Regions from separate parts of the Ovis aries genome. Here region 1 is linked to region 2. A link is a contact called in public Hi-C data. All regions are on one chromosome and are shown on one strand. The core of a region is the stretch at or near the end of the contact, and the rest is flanking DNA. Distances in the headings are between cores, read along the strand shown.

Region 1 (5,733 bases), core at 701-3,200, 410 kb before region 2:
CAGAAAAGAATAAGGATTCGATGAACCAAACTCTTGACATATACCTATGGAAAAAGAGACTGACTAACTCTCTTGTTTGTCCTGCCTCAACCATGACCTTGCAGAAATCCTGTTCCACATGGCTTCTCTCCTTCCTGGTCCTGGCATACCGATGGGGCTTGTCTTCTGATAGTCCTGCACTTTGCAAAACTGCCAGTATAAGCAGTTTCAATTTAGTCTTGTAACTAGTTCCTACCCTCAATATTTCCATATATGTGACTCAGTTTCTGTTTACTTATGAAGCAGCATTCAAGATACTGAAATTTCTGACACTGAAGAATTTCACTTAACCATCTTTGATAAAATATAAAGTAACCAAGACAGAGATCATAAAACAAAATTTCAAAAAGCTACTCAACTAACAGAAAAGTTTTCCACCTTAAAAAAAGAAAGTGATAAAAGGCAGTTTTATTCCAGAAAAAAAAAAATCTTACCTACATAGGCTTTCTGCAGTCAAGGAATCTAAAACCATAGCAAGAACATGCTTTAGATTTCTGTACTTTAATTCTGTTAAGATGTCCAGCTTTTCTATACCCATTTTCTTGCCAATCAGTCCTGCAAGTACACGCTGTAGTACAGCTATTTTCCCCCCGTCCCTTTCTTCTAACAATTCATGTGCACCGTTTTGCTGGAATCTTTTCCTTTTGCTTTTCATAAAAAGCTCATGCACTAATTGCAAGGCTGGGGTCTTTGATAAATTCTTAAAGCTTAAATCTTCACTCTTATTGTCACTGCTCAGTTGGCTCTCTGAAATGTCTGAAGCGGTCGCTGGTGTTGATTCAGAGCTAGAGAGGTAGGTTTGGTTTTCTTCTTCTGTCTCAGATTGTGAGCCTTGCTCCCGAAGGGTGGACAGTCTTCTCAATCTTCCAAGACGCCTTGACTTTTTTATGGTGTCCCCGACTTTGAGAGTTCCCTTATGTTTCTGAAGTAGTTCTTGGAAAGAGCCCTCTTGCTCAGATAGGGGATCTTCTGATTTATCCAAGCAAAGTGAGTTGAAACCACTGTCTTCAGGGGTCGAAATATTGCGTCTCACTCCAGCTGAAGGAGAAAATCTTCGACTTGCATTAAATTTAACACTTGGTAAAAGATTACTGATTGGAGTCACAAATATGTCCTCATCTGTTCTACAGCTTGTTCCACCAACAGAAGAGCCCAGAAGTTCAGGATATGTATTCTCATTATTAATACATAGACTGCTGTCACTGAAGTCATGTGTGATAGAGTCTTTAAAATTACTGCCCTGAATCGGAGATATACATTCAACTTCAAATAGGCCACAGTCATCTTTGGAATCATCCACTGTGGAAGTCTTCTGTTGAGAAAAATTAAGTCTCAATTTTTGACTGCTGGAAGTTACTTCTTCTGTTCTCAAAGTGCTAGTAACTGAAGAACTAAAAGTATCTTGCCTTGGAAAACCTGAAGCACTGCTTGGAATATTTTTCTCTAAATTGGGAACTTGGCTTGTACTGCTTTCGAGGGAACTGCTTTGTGATTCAACATCCCTGTCTAGAAGAGAGAAAGATATGTCCAATCTTCTGCGCAGCAAATGTTTCTTTCCACTGACTTTAGGAGTTTCACAAAGGTCTGGGGTTTTATCATTTTCCTTCCTGAGGAAGACAAATCTCTTTCTTTGAGTGGGAGACTCTAAACTATGGGTTAAGGCCAAACTTGAAGTTTCAGGATATTCGTGGATCAATGTTGAGCCTCTTTCTTTCTTTCCAAATAATTCTTTATCTGTGTTATCAAAGCTGCACGATTTTAACAGCTCACTGTAGCCACTATCTTGAAAAGAAGATGTGGAACAAAGGTCTCCAAAGCTGGAGGACTTGAGCCTGACAATAGGAGAGTCCACCTCATTTCCTGCTCCAGTGCCAGCTTCACCTGAATGCCTTTCTGACATCTTCAAAATCTCTGTTTCTACAAAGTGAAAACAAATTTTATTCTTCCTTTGAAATTAATAGCCTGACAGCTAATACCAAAATACTTGTTATGAGCACAGATGATTATGGAAAATTGTATGGCAATAGAAAAAAGTTACTTTAAAAAAACAAATCTCCTCTGCTACATACTCCTGTGTATCTTACTTACGACAGTGTTTCAACATCATAAAAACCAAAATTTCTAGGATATAAATGTTCACAGATTACCTGACTAAGGATAGTCTAGGCACTGTGCACAGATATTTTCATTAACTACGCTTGAGGAAAAAAATATATCATGGCATAATTTTTAGATGATTGTATTACCTTATAATTTTTACAGTGCTAAAGTACATTATTGTAGTTCCAACATTCTAACTTATTTGTGCTGGCCTATATTTAGTCAAGTGGATATTTCCTTTCTGAGTTCTATAATGTAAATAAAGATGCTTAAAAAAAACTATATGCTGATTTTGACCACTGGTCAAGTGAGTGCAGCCACTATAAAACAGCAATTCAGCAAAGCAACTCTAGGATAATGTTACTCATACTTGTAACATGGGCTTGTCTCAGAAACCTGGTCTTTCTGACCATTCACAAGGTCTGAATTCCAAGGCTTTCACCTTTGCAAAGGCTCTTTGGCTCACTGATAAATTAGTAACATATTCTTGAGCTAACCAAAATGAACCAAAGCTCCACAGGCCATCTCAAACCTGGAAAGTTATACTCATTCGTGTCTCATCTGGTAAATATTTTCTACTCAGGAACCCACCCTTTATAATATTCTTAAATTGAAAATAAAGAATTTAAGTACATAACTTAGAGAAGAAGTGTGATTCAGTATTATATTTGTAAGGAAGGACACTAGGAAACATTTCACTTTTTTTAAGGAAACACTTTAAGGAAACTCTTTTTAAGGAAACTCTTTAACGTTTTCAACAGTATCACTGCATTCCTTTTTAGAACTTGAATTCAATCTTAAAGTATAAGAAAGTTATTTCTCCAGATTATTCAAAGCACACGAAGAAAACTGTCATTCTTTTAAAGTTTTCTCCAGACTGAATACATGGTTCTCTATTTAAAAGATCCTGGGAAGATATATTGTTAGTTGAGTATAACGGGAAAGTTATTTATGCCTAAGTTCCTATTCTAACCAAAAAACCAAATTGTTTCTTTGTGGTATAATGATCATTATTACTGGGCAAAGTAAGTGTTTTTCAACTTTTAAAACCTATATTCTATTTTGGTAAATCTCACATATGTTCTCTTCTGATTTAGATTCCCTCAGATTGTGACAATCACTGATCTCTTCTGTACCTGCTTACCAGCCAAGATGATCAAATTTTGCTTTCTGTATTTCATATTTTAAAACAATTTTTGTTTTCAAATTACACCTCCACACACGAATGTTTCCTACTCTCCGAAAATCACTTTATTAAGTAACAGTTTTTTCTCATGTCATTTGGTAAAGTTAGGTCCGAGCCTTTTTAAAACTTTTAAAAATTAAAACAAATGTAACTATTCTTCTACTTCACCACTAGGTGTCTCACCATGCTCGAATTTGGGAACCTGAGAGGCAAATTGATGGAAACAAAAGCAGGGATGCAAATAAAATCCTCTCCCCGCTAAAAACCATAGACCACTTGCTTTAGACATACAAAAAACTTCCGATTTTCCTTTTGTTCATCTACCCATTTGAAATTGCTTCCACCGTGCTTTCTCTGGTGTCATCATTTTTTTTTTTCCCCATCTTTCATCATTTTCAACCCAAGACACTGGTCTCAAAACGTGGTTTTTCAAACTTCAAAAGTATTTATGCAAAATCGTGGAATGCCGGTTGACTTGCTCAGTTTCACTGATTCAACAGTTCACTGATGAAACAAACAAGCCTCTTCAATATTCAATTTTTAAAACCAAGCTCCTGATAAAGAACACACATCTCTATAGTGCTCTTTAAAAAGGCAAAAACAAAAACACTGGTTAACTCAATGAAGTACTTAAAGTAATTAAAACCGAATTTCCTTCATTTGTTAAAGTGCAACATCTTACCATCAGTAAAATCTTGAGTTCTTAGACGCCAACGTTACCTAGGCTTCCGATAAAGGAAATTTCTCACTTTGCCTTTAAAATTCACGCCAAAGTAATACCACTTAAAGAGACAACTAATTTTGAACAATTAATGGAAACGTGCAGTAGCAGCACAATGCCGGCCAAGATTTGAAGGATACCTCAAGTACGTGCTATCGGGATTATTTTCTAACGCTTTAAAAGGCCTAAATCACTTTGAATTCCCCCCAGCTTTCCAGACAACAGAAATTGTCATATCTCTGTGTGCTCCAGCTAGTCTCGGGACGGAGGGAAACGGCCCCAATTCGGCTCTCTGACCACGCAGGGTCAGCGGCTGCGCGGTCGCGTCCTGCCCGAGGTGCCGTCGGCGGGTGGCTGGTTAACGGTCTCCCCGGGGGCGTCAACCAGGCCGCTCGTTGGTCCGCGGACCCTCCCCAGGCCGGGCTGGCGGAGGGAGGCCGGCCCCAGGGCCCCAGGAAGCCGCCGACGGGAAGAGGACGGGCCGGCGTCGCCTGGAACCGGAGCGAGAGGAAGGCGAACCGCGTCGGGGCGCCTCTCTCGTCGCGGCCCCTGGGAAGCTGAGCGGGCGCGGGGCAGCGGACGCCCAGGGGCCGGCCGCCCTCACACACCTGGCGTCCCCGCTCCCGCCCACCTGGGGGCCCCGGGGCGGCCGCGCCCACCGCGCCGACGCGCCGGGCGGGGATGTGTGGGCGGCAGCCGCCCGAGCGCCGCCGAGGAGCCGCGGCCTCGTCCCCAGGGATGCTCGGCTATGGCAACCTCCACGCCGGCTCCGCGTGGGGCCGCCGCCTTTTCCCTCCTTCGGTTTGAACTGCCCGCCCTGAGTAACCGCCCCGCCCCGCGCCGCGCCGCGCCGCCCCTTCCTCCCGCCGGCCGCCGCCCCGCGACCCCGCAGACCCCCGGCCCTGCGTGCGCCCGGGAGCTCCGCGTCTGCTTTCCAGCCCTCCGCGCCCCCACCGCACCGAGGCACCCGCGTGCGTGCTAAACCGCTTCAGTTGTGTCAGACTCACTGTGACCCCTCAGACTCTAGCCCTTCAGGCTCCTCCATCCATGGGATTCTCCAGATGAGAACACTGGAGTGGGTTGCCATTTCCTCCTCCAGGGGATCTTCCCGACCCAGGGATCGAACCCGCGTCTCGTAAGTCTCCTGCATTGGCAGGCGGGTTCTTTACCACTGAGTGAGTGAGTGGAAATCGCTCAGTCGTGTCCGACTCTTTGCAACCCCATGGACTATGCAGACCATGGAATCCTCCAGGCCAGAATACTGGAGTGGGTAGCCTTTCCCTTCTCCAGGGGATCTTCCCAACCCAGGGATCGAACTGAGGTCTCCCGCGTTGCGGGCAGATTCTTAACCACAGCCACAAGGGAAGCCCTCTTTACCACTAGCGCCACCTGGAAAGCCCCTCTGAGGCACCTAGGGCTTTCTAATTTGGTAGGCTCTTTCTCACGCACTAGTCGTGTCCGACTCTTTGCGACCCTACGGACTGACTGTAGCCCACCGGGCTCCTCTGTCCATGGGGATTCCCGACCCAGGGATCGAATTGGCATCTCATGTCTCTTGCACTGGCAGGCGGATTCTTTACCGCTAGCGCCGTCTGGGAAATCCAATAGGTCCTACTGTGGGATGCTATTAAAAATAACGTAGGAGAACGTTCACTTGAAGATGTTTCCAGAGATTAAATGAAGAGTG
Region 2 (6,348 bases), core at 270-2,769:
TATTTTCTGCCAGTTTCTTTTGATATGACAAGGCCCCGTAAGAAAATAAATGATCAAATTACAAATTTACAATTGCAAACTAAATATTTTATAAATGCATTAGACTTACTAGAAACCTGCCAAGAAAATGTCAAAGACCCTAAATAAATCACTAGAAAGCTATTAATAGCTTCTACCCAAAATAATAGAAATGAATAAAAATCAGGATATATATTAACTGTCGTCTGAAGGGTGAAGAGGACTAAAGATTTTTTTCAGTTAAATTTTTTGAGATAATTGTACATTCGGCTTCAGCTGTAAGAAATAATACAGAGAGATCCTGTGTGGCATCCAGTCAGTTTCCCTCATGATAACAGAGAGTAAAACTGTAGCACGTCAGTCAGGATATTAACTGATACTGATAAAGTCAGGACACGGGCACAGAACCTCTCCATCCCCACCAGGGTCTTTGCCCACTTACAGCCACACCTATTCCCCTCCTGCCCCCACCTTCCCTTAAATTCTGTCATTTGAAGAATGTTACATAAATGGAGCCATACAGTATGCAACTTTGAGGATTGTTTTTTTTTCCACTCAACATAATTCTCTGGAGATTTACCTGGGTTGTTGTCTGTATCAAAGTTTCTTTCTTCCTTTCTTTTTTTTTAACTGCTGAGTAGTATTCCATGGTATGGATGTACCACAGTTTAACTGTCTACTTACTCAAGGACATCTGATTACCTCTAGTTTGAGGTGTTATGCTAAAGCTTCTAGAACATTCAGGTACATGTTTTTTATGGGAATATAAATCTTCATTTTTCTGGGATAAATGGCCAGGAGTGCAATTTCTGAGTCATATGGAAGCCTAAAGATTTTGATGAAAATATTGTTTAGTCTGAAGGTATTCGTTTTCCCCATGTAAGAAAAAAAAAAAAAAAAAAGGAAGAAAAAAAGGTCTTCTTTGAGGTCATTTCTCTGGGTGCTAGAAGAGTAAGAGGTTATTTATGGAAGAATATGTAGAACTCACCATGTGGAAAGGCTCAGGTGGAAGCCCTGGTATTTACCAAGGGAATGTGTCATAAGAACCATCTCACAAGCAAAGTTAAAGGCATTAATGTGTGATATCTTTCGAGACTCAGAGAAGGCTGAGTCTGTCACCTTGTGAAAGGATGTGGGCATACTGGAGGCGGCCTTAGAGGTGGGGAATGCAGGAGGGAGAGGGACGCGATGCAGTCAGACTCTCCTGCCAGGGGCTGCTTTCAGGAGTGTATAGGACTCTAGAGGCAGTTTCTCTACAGTCAGATGCTCAGAGGGCTTGGCTCCTCCACCCAGAATGTATCTGGAACTGGAACACCTAGGTTTGAGCCCCACTTCAGCTACATAATAGCTATATGACTCAAGTACCCAAAGTGTAAGTTACCACCTTCCCGAGGCTGGGCACAGCTCTGAGACCAGTCCTCAACTGTACTCTGGACTGCAGAGAGCACTGATCCCCTGTTAACAAGCAGTTTCTAACAACTGGGTGACCTCTAGTGGGGAATAAAGACCTCGAAGAAAGAAAAAGAGAACTGGTTCCTCCTCGCAGAGGAAAAACCACAAAAACAGCCAATACTGGGAACAGTCAAGCCCCAGAAAGTCCTCAGGTTGTTCACCATGGCCTAGTTTTGATTCCTAAGGTTGTTCAATGACTGATTCGGAGGCCAACTCCCTGGGATTGTTAGAGGCAGGACTTTGGCGGTCAGGTCTTAGACGGCTGGTATAGCTTAGCTTTAAATCTTCCAACTCCATGCTCTGTTATACTGCACAGGAAACTTCATGAGGATGGAGTCACTCATTCTCTGGGACAAGGCAGTCACCCAGATTTCAGTAACAAGAGCTCCTAAAGCCAAACAACGCTTGTATAAACCCACATAACAAACAGTAAGGAGGTTTCGGTGAAAACTTGTGAGTTGCCAACTTGATAATAAAGTTCTAGTTAACACTCTTTTTCTTTTATTTTATAGTTTTATTTAACATTAATTTTAGGTCAATCTCAACAGCTTTAAGTATTCTTGATGGTTAAGAAACAGTGAAGAAAACATTTTCTATTTTAACATATACTTACTACACCATAACTTTAAATTGGTCTTCTATATCCAACATCACCAACCATACATAATGTATTGATTTATTTTTCATTTTGAAAAGTCACTGGGAAAGGCAAGACCAAATGCTACATTCTTGGTTCAAATGGACTGACAGCCTTATGCCTACACAAGCAACTTTGATCAGAGATCAAAGTACCAAACGCTCAATAAAATTCAAGGAAAAATGGCATACCTGAAGAGATATGCTATCAGATCTTACTGCCTGCATTTTCTAATGTCAAGGGAAAGTACTAAAACTGAGAATGACATTCAGTAAATGGAAACCCCAAATCTGGATTCACTATACCTCACCTGGTTATTCTTACCCTATTAGAAGGATACAGTTGTTTTTAAAACATAAAATGATCTCAAAGAACCATAAAACAATAATGTCCAATGAATTTATTAAATCCTAACTGCTTGCACTTTAAAATTACCTTTCTTAAAACCTAAGCATTGCACAGATCCACAGATATTAGACAAGGGGATAAAAAGCCCTACGTAGAAGAAATTTAGCTGTGAGCAAGTAAAAATTTTAACAGTCTTTAAACCCTTTCCCAAAACACAGATAATATATTTCTTCATCTATTTATCTTTAGCAGCTATATTTCTCTAATGTTGTTGTTTAATTGCTAAGTCATGTCCAACTCTTTTGCAACCCAATGGACTATAGCCCAGCAGGCTCCTCTGTCCATGGGATTTCCCAGGCAAGAATATTGGAGTGGGTTGCCATTTCCTTCTCTAGGGGCTCTTCCTGACTCAGGGATTAAACCTGCATCTCCTGCATTGCACGGGGATCCTTTACCACTGAGACCTCCCTGGAAGCTCTGTATTTCTCTAATAGAGCGGTCTTGATAATTTCCAAGACTTAGAAAATTTAATGTGTCTAAGTTTATTATTAAGTGTCAGAGTGGATTTCAAATTTAGTCTATAAGATTTCCAAAATGCCATGCCGCTTCTATACAGTTATCAAGATAATCAGGAGAAAATGGTTTATACAAAGCTTTGTTGCTTGTTTACAACTGTTTTTAAAATTCCTGACAGACCATGCCTCTAAGAAGCCAAAAAACGGGTCTGACCTGTCTGTGTATCCTGGCAGATTACACAGTGTCTGGCACATTGTTTCTTAAAACCTAGACATGGGGGGATCCAATAATTCTTTGCTGAATGTACACTCAATTAAGTTCACTATAACAGGATTTTGAAGTAACATTTTTCTTATGACTAGTTCTATAGTTCATTGTAAAATTCTTAAGAAAATAAACATGAACAAAGAGAAGAAAGTGTTATCATAATCCTAACAACTAGAAGTAACTATCATTAATATTTTGATGTTAGTCTCAGCTTTTTTTCTCTATATGAATGAATGTTTAATTCATACTATAAGAATACACGGAAGAACTGTACAAAAAAGATCTTCATGACCCAGATAATCATGATGATGTGATCACTAATCTAGAGCCAGACATCCTGGAATATGAAGTCAAGTGGGCCTTAGAAAGCATCACTATGAACAAAGTTAGTGGAGGTGATGGAATTCCAGTGGAGCTATTTCAAATCCTGAAAGATGATGCTGTGAAAGTGCTGCACTCAATATGCCAGCAAGTTTGGAAAACTCAGCAGTGGCCACAGGACTGGAAAAGGTCAGTTTTCATTCCAATCCCAAAGAAAGGCAATGCCAAAGAATGCTCAAACTACTGCACAATTGCACTCATCTCACATGCTAATAAAGTAATGCTCAAAATTCTTCAAGCCAGACTTCAGCAATACGTGAACCGTGAACTCCCTGATGTTCAAGCTGGTTTTAGAAAAGGCAGAGGAACCAGAGATCAAATTGCCAACATCCGCTGGATCACTGAAAAAGCAAGAGAGTTCCAGAAAAACATCTATTTCTGCTTTATTGACTATGCCAAAGCCTTTGACTGTGTGGATCACAATAAACTGTGGAAAATTCTGAAAGAGATGGGAATACCAGACCACCTAACCAGCCTCTTGAGAAATCTGTATGCAGGTCAGGAAGCAACAGTTAGAACTGGACATGGAACAACAGACTGGTTCCAAATAGGAAAAGGAGTATGTCAAGGCTGTATATTGTCACCCTGCTTATTTAATTTATATGCAGAGTACATCATGAGAAATGCTATACTGGAAGAAACACAAGCTGGAATCAAGATTGCCGGGAGAAATATCAATAACCTCAGGTATGCAGATGACACCACCTTTATGGCAGAAAGTGAAGAGGAGCTAAAAAGCCTCTTGATGAAAGTGAAAGAGGAGAGTGAAAAAGTTGGCTTAAAGCTCAACATTCAGAAAACAAAGATCATGGCATCTGGTCCCATCACTTCACGGGAAATAGATGGGGTAACAGTAGAAACAGTGTCAGACTTTATTTTTTTGGGCTCCAAAACCACTGCAGATGGTGACTGCAGCCATGAAATTAAAAGACGCTTACTCCTTGGAAGAAAAGTTATGACCATCCTAGATAGTATATTCAAAAGCAGAGACATTACTTTGCCGACTAAGGTCCATCTAGTCAAGGCTATGGCTTTTCCTGTGGTCATGTATGGATGTGAGAGTTGGACTGTGAAGAAGGCTGAACGCCAAAGAATTGATGTGTTTGAACTGTGGTGTTGGAGAAGACTCTTGAGGGTCCCTTGGACTGCAAGGAGATCCAACCAGTCCATTCTGAAGGAGATCAACCCTGGGACTTCTTTGGAAGGAATGATGCTAAAGCTGAAGCTCCAGTACTTTGGCCACCTCATGCGAAGAGTTGACTCATTGGAAAAGACTCTGATGCTGGGGGGGATTGGGGGCAGGAGGAGAAGGGGACGACCCAGGATGAGATGGCTGGATGGCATCACGGACTCGATAGACATGAGTCTGAGTGAACTCTGGGAGTTGGTGATGGATAGGGAGGCCTGGCGTGCTGCGATTCATGGGCTTGCAAAGAGTCGGACATGACTGAGTGACTGAACTGAACTGATACATACTAATGTTAAACTTTTAAATTTATATTATGAACATGCTTCCATGTTACCAGTCTTCTAAATTATTTTTAATGGTTATATTCTATTGTTTGCATGTACCATAATTTTATTATTGAATTTCCTAGCATATTAAAAAAGAATCCGCCCTATAGTCTTCCAATTATTACCCAGGTTCGAACTCACTGACACTGTAAATCAGTCAAAATGAAGACAGTCTAAGAGGCTTTTTAAACAGCATTTCTGGACAAACTTTGACTGTCACAGTAAGTTTTCAGGCGATGTATTTAAACATGTGACACAGATGACCCTGACTGTAATGAAAGGCTGTGGAACCAGCTCCATTTCTTCCTGGCGAATGGTGTTACTGTGATAGCAATCTGAATGCAATGCTTGCTTTGCTCACTATAAAACTTCCAAGATTCTTATTTACAGTTCATCTTAAAGTAAGTTAGGTTTAGGATCCTTTTGCTGTTGTTGTTCAGTCGCTAAGTCGGGTACGATTCTTTGGGCTATAGCCTGCCAGGCCCTGCTGACCTTTACTCTCTCTCAGAGTCTGCTCAAATTCATCTCCATTGAGTCAGTGATGCTACCTAACCATCTCATCCTATGCTGCCCCCTTCTCCTGCCCTCAATCTTTCCTAGCATCAGGGTCTTTTCCAATGAGTCGGCTCTTCCCATCAGATGGCCACAGTATTGGAGCTCCAGGCTCACCATCAGTCCTTCCAATGAATATTCAAGGTTGATTTCCTTTAGAATTGACTGGTTTAATCTTCTTGCAGTCCAAGGGACTCTCAAGAGTCTTCTCCAACACCACAAATCAAAAGCATCAATTCTTCGGTGCGTGGCCTTCTTTATGGTCCAACTCTCACATCTGTACATGACTACTGGAAAAACCATAGCTTTGACTATGCAGACCTTTGTTGGCAAAGTGATGTCTCTGCTTTTCAGTCTGCCTGCAATGCAGGAGACTCGGGTTTGATCACTTCCCTGGGTTGGGAAGATCCCCTGGAGGAGGGCATGGCAACCAATTCCAGTCTTATTTGTGGAGCATACACATTTTATGGTATTCCCGAGTCGAATTTAACTGTCTAAAATTTTCTAATTTTGTGATTTCTTCAACACCAAATTATCAATTACTTCATTATTTAAAATATTTTATTGCAGTAAAGGGGAGGTTAATTTCAAATGTGTGAATTAGAGAATGCCACTTTAAGAAAGGCCAGTACATTGTGCTTAAGCTCATATATTGATATTAA

What was found. Hi-C and Micro-C count contacts between places; a contact is called where the count stands out from the background.
Region 1: a contact with region 2 is called in a Hi-C map of mixed tissues, with 5 times the contacts expected there. The contact joins the promoter of FBXO43 here to the enhancer-like site in region 2. A contact is called at or near these places in 12 of 16 Hi-C or Micro-C datasets (blood, hypothalamus, liver and 5 more).

Annotation. Positions count from the first base shown.
Region 1 is chr9:77,159,838-77,165,570 of ARS-UI_Ramb_v3.0, reverse strand. FBXO43 (F-box protein 43) reads right to left here and starts at 1,950. Exons shown (of 4, transcript XM_042254579.2): 1 at 474-1,950. The coding sequence starts at 1,939.
Region 2 is chr9:76,749,147-76,755,494 of ARS-UI_Ramb_v3.0, reverse strand. All of the region lies in intron 2 of ANKRD46 (ankyrin repeat domain 46), which reads right to left. Among named protein-coding and RNA genes, the nearest start is that of ANKRD46, 30 kb to the right of the region's middle. Within about 2 kb of position 1,519, at least 11 of the 54 cell types and tissues checked have an H3K27ac peak or open chromatin away from gene starts, as enhancers often do.